Linked DNA regions of Mus musculus: region 1 is linked to region 2. The links are chromatin contacts, called in public HiChIP or PLAC-seq maps. All regions are on one chromosome and are shown on one strand. Each heading gives the region's core, a stretch centred on a gene start, on an enhancer-like site or on the middle of the called end of the contact. The rest is flanking DNA. Distances are from core to core; before and after follow the strand shown.

Region 1 (3,882 bases), core at 361-2,860, 520 kb after region 2:
AGCAGCACTTCATCGTGGCTTCCGCATCGTCTCCAAGTTCCTGTCCTGTTTGGGTTTCCATCCTGATTTTCCTCAAGGTGATATGGAAGTTTAAGCCAAATAAACCCTTTCCTCCCTCCCTCCCATGCTTCAGTCATGGCGTCTCACCATAGCAATAGTAACCTAAGATAAGATGATATGAATATGTTTGCCTGTTCTAAGTTCCTCATGGGCCAAAGGTTGTGGTTTAAAGAATCTAACATGTCTGGGAAGGGTATAAGATAGGTGTGTCCACACAGGTAAGCTGATGGAAGAGAGGGGCAGCAAAGAGAACCATGAAGCAAGAGAGATTCTCATGATGAGGACCACCTGCATTTATCCCAAAGTAAAAACTATAAATATTGATCAAATAGAAATCAGTATCTTTACCGCAAGAATGTTCTGCAAGTAAAAGGTCAGGAATTGTCCTGTTCATAGTAGTATAATTGCCACCAATGATCCTGGGTGCTAACAGCTCTCCAGTACTAGAGAGAACACAGACCCTCAAACATGTCACTTAGCAGAGTGTGACACTTACCATCAAATCCACATGATCCTTCAGATAACAGGGGAAGAAACAGCAGAGTACTCAATGCATGTTCCTGTCTTTCAACACCAAGAAAGGTCCAGGGAAGAAACAGTTATTGGATCGCCATTCGAGACAGGCATTTGTCGGGCACTTTGTATAGAGAGAAAGGAACGGGGTGCCTTGGCCGGCTGGCAGGAAGGGTAGGGAACGGGAAGTGGAAGCAGCTAAGGGTGGGACACGGAGAGGAGAGGCGGTGGTGTTTCTCAGGCGTGAAGAGATGTGGTTTAATTCTTGCTTCAAACCTGTAGTGGGGGGAAAAGTCACTATGACATTTCAAAAAGGAAGCTATCCCAAAGCTGGGTTTCTTGACCAACATAAAGCACCTTGTAGTTGGCGAAATAAGACCATGTAAATGCTTAGAGACTCATCCATGAGGGGAGACTCTACCAGAAGAGTGATGGGTGTTGGCAGGGATACCAGGGCTAAGTAGTTTCCAAGATTCCTATTTGGGAAAATTGATAGTAACTATGCTAAGTAATCTAGGAAATGGGATTAAGAACAAGGACATTTCAACATTGAATTACAATGTTGAAAGACACAAAATGGGGACAAAATGTAGCCGCTCCTTCCTCTGTCCTAAGACAAGACAGTGTCCTCCTTCTACTCTAAATAGGTGAAAAGGAGACCATGTCTTAGCTCAGCCTAGTGGCTCTAATTGTACTTCCAACATTCAGGAGGCCGAGTCAGGACTGATGTGAGTTCATGATCAGCCTAAGTTATGGAGGGAGTCCCTGACTCAAAAGAAAAGATTCGGTTTGTATGGTTCATGAGTCAGAAGGGTTTCAAATGCAGATGTCCTGATTGCAGAGAAGTTGTGATTGGGTAATTGCCTGGTCTCCCCCTTGCCTACAGTCTAAAGTCTAAATCCTTATAGGTTATGCAAGATTTCTTCTTATCCAGCGGTGTCCTGGTAAATATTGAGTTAGATAAGGCTCTGACTTGTAGTATTTGCCAGTTTCCCTAGTGTAAATATTTCCACTGTGGCTGATCTCAAGCTGCCCGTCACTCAGTGTGGGGTCAGGACAATGTGTGCATAATCAGTCAGTCATGTGGAGGGCTCTTGCATCCATCACCTAGAGTCTGCTAGATCTCGTGTCTTTCCTTCCTGCTCTTCCCTCCCAGAGAGCTGCTGGGTTCTAGAGATGGGGAGGAATTGAACAAGGCGCCTGACATTAACATCTGGCCTTCACACATCCATGCACAGTCATCTGCAGCTGCACACACACACACACACACACACACACACAGAGAGAGAGAGAGAGGGGGGGGGTGGGAGAGACAGAGACAGAGACAGACAGAGACAGAGACAGAGACAGAGAGAATAAACAAATTCATTTGAAATATAAGTCAGGTCAGTGATTTTAAAAAAAACCACAGATTCCTTAAAATATCCCTAGACAAAAATTGGAAAGCTGCAACCAATAGTTGAAAATAGAATTATGTCAATATCAGACTGAGAGTATTAAAACTGTCTTTGGGACTGACTGAGACAAACTCTGATCTCACAGAATCTGTCCGAGCACTGTATTTATTCATGATGCATTTATTCATTTCATTTACTTTATATATTTGTAGAAACTGCCATCACCTATGAACACGAATGCCTTTCTGCAACTGCAAATTCCTTTAGGGAAACACAGCGCTGGAAGCCAAGCAGTCAACACAAGGGACATACAGCGCCTGTTTCAAGCCGTTGCTCTGACACTTACCAACTGCGTGACCTTGTATGAAGTACCTGAGCTCTCTTGATTGCTAGTTTCCTCACCTGTAAAAAGGTATTACTTGTTTAAAAATAATAATAGCTGATGTTTATAAGTGTTTAAGTATCAGGTAGGAGGAACTGAGCTTCAAGTGCTTTGCGCGTAACATCTTAGTCTGTTCTCATAAGAACCTTTGAGGGACACTAATATATTTACTACTATTTTGCATATGAAGTAGACTGAGGAGGAGACCCGGTTCAGTGATTTGCTCAAAGCTTCGAAACTCATAGGTGAGACTATGCCTGACTCATCCTCAGTACAGGAGTGCTGTGTTTGCAGCTCCTTCTCACTCCAGGGCTTCTTCAAAAACCCTCTCGTGTAGACTCAGATTTTTCAAAACCTACTTTGATAAGGGTTCTCAAACACTCCAACCCCCCTGCTAGCCCAAAGGGAGGGGAGAAAAGATGGTAAATAGGACAGGGGGATGTGGACCTGTGTAGAAGTAGTTCTTTGGTGTGACTCTGATCTACATTGTCAGGATACCAGTAGTCCAGTCCAGTAGTGCCAGGGTACCAAACATGAAACAGCAGGGGTGATTTCAACAGTGATTCCAACAGAAACAGCCAGGCCTCCACTGAATTGGCACAAGTCAGCAGAGGTGACCACAACCAACAGAAACACCAAGAGTTCTCTGCCATGCCTCTCTCTCAACAAAGTGATGATCAGCGAAGATGAGAGACCAAGGAAGCATTGCAAAGCTAGCTATTCAAGCCTGCTGTAACTGTCCACAGACTCTCAGGAGGCCCACAGGCAAAGCTCTGCACCTTACAATCACAGAAGACTAAGTTGGGGTTAAAATGAGAGCACACTGGCAAAGATAATCATATCCATTAAAGAATATTCTCCTCCACACAGGTTGTATACTTTCCTGTGTGCAGCTGTGTGTGTGTAATTCAGACCTCAAGAAAGAGGCTTAAAGAGCAAAACATGAACACCTGGGAGACAGTTCCGTCATGCTTATCACACAAGCATGAGAATCTGAGTTCAATACCCAGCACCCACATAAAAATATGGGTGGAATTTGAAATCCCAGCACCGGGAAAGAGGAGCCAGGAGGATCCTCTGGAGCCTGTTGGCAAGTCTTTCTAGCTAAATCAGAGAGCTCCAGGCTGGATGAGGGAACCTCAAAACTCATCATCATCATCATCAATCTAAAGAACAACTAAGGAAGAGCGTTAATATTACCTCTGGCCTCCACACAGGTACATGCACAAGCATATATAAGAGCACACATACAAACACACATACACAAAGGTGAATGACACACAGAGCTGAAGTCTGGCTTCTACACTCTTATGCGCGCATGCACACACACACACACACACACACACACATATATACATGTGAAAGGTGCTCTTATTACAATCTTATATTAGATCCCCTAATTGCTGGAAAGTCTAAATGAAATGAGACAATGTGTATGTATTTATTATATAGTTAAAATCTATATTTATGTCTTATGTAGTACAGGTTTATCTAACTTAGAGCTGTAGTATATAGCAATGCCATTTATAA
Region 2 (4,151 bases), core at 198-2,697:
ATTAGTTTTCATCTTTGGTAATTTCATGAATGTATATAAATTACACTGTAGCATACAAGATCTAGTGTGTGTCATCAGACTGCTACTTTGTAAGAATAGACCGTAGGGGTCAAGGGCAAGGGCTGGATGGCAATGAGGAAGATACAGAAAATCAATAATGAATGATAGCATCTGAGGCCATATTAGTGTTAGTGGATATGATGAGAAACAATCAGTTATTATACAGTTTGAGAGTAGAACACATTAAATTTGCAGAAATACTTTGTTGTTTCAGAGAAAAGAGTCAATAATAGCCCCCAGATGTGTATTTGGTTTGAGTGAGTCAAAGAATAGAGTTGCCATGGACACATACAAGGAAACCTAAGGGTAGAGAAGTTTTGAAGAAGACTCAAAATTCAGCCTTGGACAGGAAAATAGAGATGTATAATCAACATCAAAGTAAAGATGCTGACTTGATGGTTCATATGTAAACCTGAAATTGGCATTGAAGACAAAACATGAATGTTCATTATTATATTACAGATATATATTCAAAGTCATGAGGTTGTCTAAGAAAACCAAAGGAATGTGTGTGAACAGAAAGAAAGACTACAGATATTGTCTATCATGAAGCAAGAGGCTACATACTCTATGTCACTACCTCTGTCTGGGTCTCAGCTGGAGTTTGGCCTACACTAAACTTATAAAAAGTACTGTCAGATTTAAGGCAAACCAAATTCACATAGTCCCTATTCTGGCTCTACTATCCCATCTCTCTTCCATGTCTACTCTACCCACATTATTAGATAGACCAGTCCCAAGTTTAGCAGAATCCATTAATAAAACTGAGGTCAAATCCCTCACCTTTTCTCTTGGCGTCATGTTTGTTTGTTTGTTTGTTTGTTTGTTTGTTTGTTTGTTTGTTTAGGATAGGCTCTCATGTATTCCAGGCTAGCCCAAAAATGACTATATAGTCAAGGATAGGCTCTAATTCCTGATATTCCAGCCTACATCTCCCAAGTGCTGAAATTATAGGTGTGTGCCACAAAACCCAACATCTTGTCATCTTTCTTTGAAAGCCAAGCACTTGAATAAAACAAGGCCCCCCATTATCCCTCTGCCCTACTGTGGCAAAAAAAAAATCTGCCTTTAAATAAAAAAAAAAATTCTCATAAAACAACTCTTTCCCTGGAACCATCTATGTCAAAGTTGAGAATGTGTCAAACAGAGATCCTATGATGTCTGTTGATATTAATTGTCCACTTCTCCCCAGGGTTATCCAAAATGCAAATAACTCAAGCAAGACTTCCAATTGCCCTCCAGCGAGACAGAATATCTCTGGAGTCAAAAATTCAAAATTTCTATTCTCCAAGGGGAAAGCATCTAATTCTCCTGTCACAGTAACAAGTCCATGTTTTCAAACCATCTTAAGCAATCAACACCATCTTGGCAGCTCAAACTACACTATTGGCAATAACACTTCCACAGTTAAAGTTCAACCAGACACTCCCATGTCTCTAGTCCAATGGTTTCTGGGCTCCATATTTCCCAAAACGTCACATGCAAGTAGCAGGTGCTTTTGTTTGGAGAACATACGTCTTCTAAGAAATCAAGGAATTGGTTGAACTTATTATTTGGTTCGTTTCAAATATCAAGGGGCAGCTTCATCGTCCCATGGTAGAAGTAACTTCTTACAGCTAATGGGAAATGCTTGTAAATTCATTCACACGCAAGATCATTACTTTGAAATTCCTACTTGGGGCAATGTTTACTCATGAATCATCCTTAGATCATAGTTCTTTCTAGTGAGGAAGAAGAATAACAAGGAAGGCATGTCACTGATCCAAAGCTGTGGAAACTGAGGCACAGGACAGCCTCATAGCTTGTCCTAGTTCACACAGCAATAGTTCATCAGTGCTCTGGATTGGGCTTCTGAGTACTTTTAGAGACATCATTTACTCTTCCATGATCCCAGCTAGCCATCTGTGTTTTCAAATATTTGATAGCCTTTATCATCCATATGCCTGTGGGTCTATGTGTGGGTGTGTGCCCACAAGTGAAGATGCTTGTAGAGATTACAGTCATAAGATCCAATGAAGCTAGAGTTACAGATGGCCATTAATTACCTGCTGGAGTGCTTAGACAAAAACTGGCCCTCTGCAAGAAAAGTGTACTCTTCTAACTACTGAGCCATCTCCCTAGACCGAACTCCACACTCCCCACCCCCACAAAACCATGTTTTTAGTCTCCTTAGTGATGAGAAAATAAGCATAATTTTTAACTCATCAAAAAATAGTTGTGAGCTTCCTCACTACCATAAAAAAGTTAATTGAGGCCATGGTGCTGTTTAGACAGTGGCAATGAGATATATGGCTCTTTCTTTTATCTTTTTTTCTTTGTTTCCTTCTTTCTTTAATCTTGTATACATAAGATCATTGACATTGGATTCTTGGTAAATGTCATCTTATAGTTCAAGAATCCATGCACATGACTACCTGACAATGTGCAAAATGCCACAGTCTCGAAAAAGTGTAGTGGATGGAAAGTAGGAGATGATGTCTGCATAGAGATCAGAGATGCTTTCATCAGTGAGAAGGCTCTTAGTGTGCACCTGTTAAGATCATTGATATCAGCAAATTGACCATAGGATAGGTAATTACCAACAACCCCAGGCTGCAGTTCTTAAAATGAGTGTTCAACCCAGTTCACTAAACCACCCTTCTCCCTACCATTCTTCTCAGGTAGGGTCAGGATCATGTAATTGTATAGTGTTTCCACTCTAACAGAGCATGTGACAGCCCCTTCATGAGGAATTCATTCATTCCAGCAATACAGCCCCAACCCATTGACTAAGTCTTTGTTCCTTACCTGAGAAAACTGGGCAAAGCTTCTATCTGAAAACAAGGGCACATGTCCCAAGAGTTCATGACAGATATCACTAGAACACAGAAGGCACAGTGCTTAGAGGAAAGGCAAGTTAAACCAAACTAGACTCTGATTTTATATGAAGAAATAACTCATGGAGCTTTGCTCTCAAGAGTAAGCACTAGACAAAGTCCTCATGAGTCCTGGGAGACAGGAGGGGCTGAGATGCAGAGCTAAGGACCCAGAATTCCTATGGGTCTCTTCTCAGATACCTGAATGAGTTATGGGTTACAGACTCCTCCCACTCCAAATCTTCTGGTCACTAACTTACATGAAGAAGGATAATGTGTCCAGTTCTTCCAATAAGGACTTAAAATAATAGTGTTGCTCTTCTCTTGGCCCAGAGTAGGTCAGCAGTCAAAAGAGAGAGGTTACATTTATCTAAAACAGTGCAACAGGTTCTTTCTAATTAGGATCCATTGACATCCCAAAGAAGGAGACATGATTAGAGGATTCCTAATGATCTCTTTGGATCAATTACTATGTGATTGATGACCCAAATAGGCTAATGGTCCTGATAGGAAGCACAGTAGCCACTAATTCTCTCCTTAGCCAATAATCTCAGCCAAGAGCTGGAATCATCCAGGTACATCTAGGAGATGCTGAGATCACTTGGCTACTCTTGTTCCTGTCCTATTTGGAACATTGGAGCTTGATGGAATCCCTTTTCCTGGTACTCAAAGAGTTCCAAATCCTTGGTTCACAGGATGTCCAGCTCTGTGAGTCCAAATTTCATCTATTTGGACAGAGAAAATTCACAGAGTATGAGTTTCCTTTAGGACTATGATCAAATAAAGCAGGCAGTGGATCATGGGGACCAGCCTGCAATGAGCCTGATCAGCATTCTTTGAGCATCCATTGTGGTTGGCAGGGGTAGCTGAAGAATGATACTTACGGTTCAGGTGTGTACATGGGCTTAGATCCATGCCTAATGTACTGTGTGCAGTGGAAGACTCGGAAGGCCAGGCCACCCAAGAAATCTCGAGACGACAGTAAGCCAGCAACAGGACGGAGGCGGAAACCAGTACAAGCTGGAAAGCAGAAAAGAACCTAAAACTCAAGGCTTTTTATAAGTGGTTTACAACCTGTGAGGTATGACTCCCCAAGGGGGTGGCACCTTAGATATCCTGCATATCAAATAAATCAAATGTTATGATTCATAAGAATAGCAAAATTGCAGTTATAAAGTAGCAACAAAGTAATTTTGTGGTTGGTGGTCACCACAACATGAGGATCAGTATTACCAG

Evidence for each region. HiChIP or PLAC-seq counts read pairs in DNA pulled down with a chosen protein or histone mark.
Region 1: a contact with region 2 is called in an H3K27ac HiChIP or PLAC-seq map of hepatocytes, with 7 times the contacts expected there. The contact joins two enhancer-like sites. A contact is called at or near these places in 4 of 39 promoter capture datasets (hippocampal neurons, liver and pre-B cells), 2 of 115 datasets of contacts at active chromatin or transcription factors (embryonic forebrain and hepatocytes) and 1 of 9 other capture datasets (adipose tissue).

What each region holds. Positions count from the first base shown.
Region 1 is chr10:87,049,574-87,053,455 of GRCm38.p6, reverse strand. No RefSeq gene overlaps it. Among named protein-coding and RNA genes, the nearest start is that of 1700113H08Rik, 6.5 kb to the left of the region's middle. Within about 2 kb of position 1,610, at least 6 of the 459 cell types and tissues checked have an H3K27ac peak or open chromatin away from gene starts, as enhancers often do. A contact at or near this core is called in hepatocytes, where this site is marked.
Region 2 is chr10:87,569,992-87,574,142 of GRCm38.p6, reverse strand. It overlaps Pah (phenylalanine hydroxylase), which reads right to left. Exons shown (of 13, transcript NM_008777.3): 7 at 3,800-3,935; 8 at 2,848-2,917. Among named protein-coding and RNA genes, the nearest start is that of Pah, 50 kb to the right of the region's middle. Within about 2 kb of position 1,447, at least 5 of the 459 cell types and tissues checked have an H3K27ac peak or open chromatin away from gene starts, as enhancers often do. A contact at or near this core is called in hepatocytes, where this site is marked.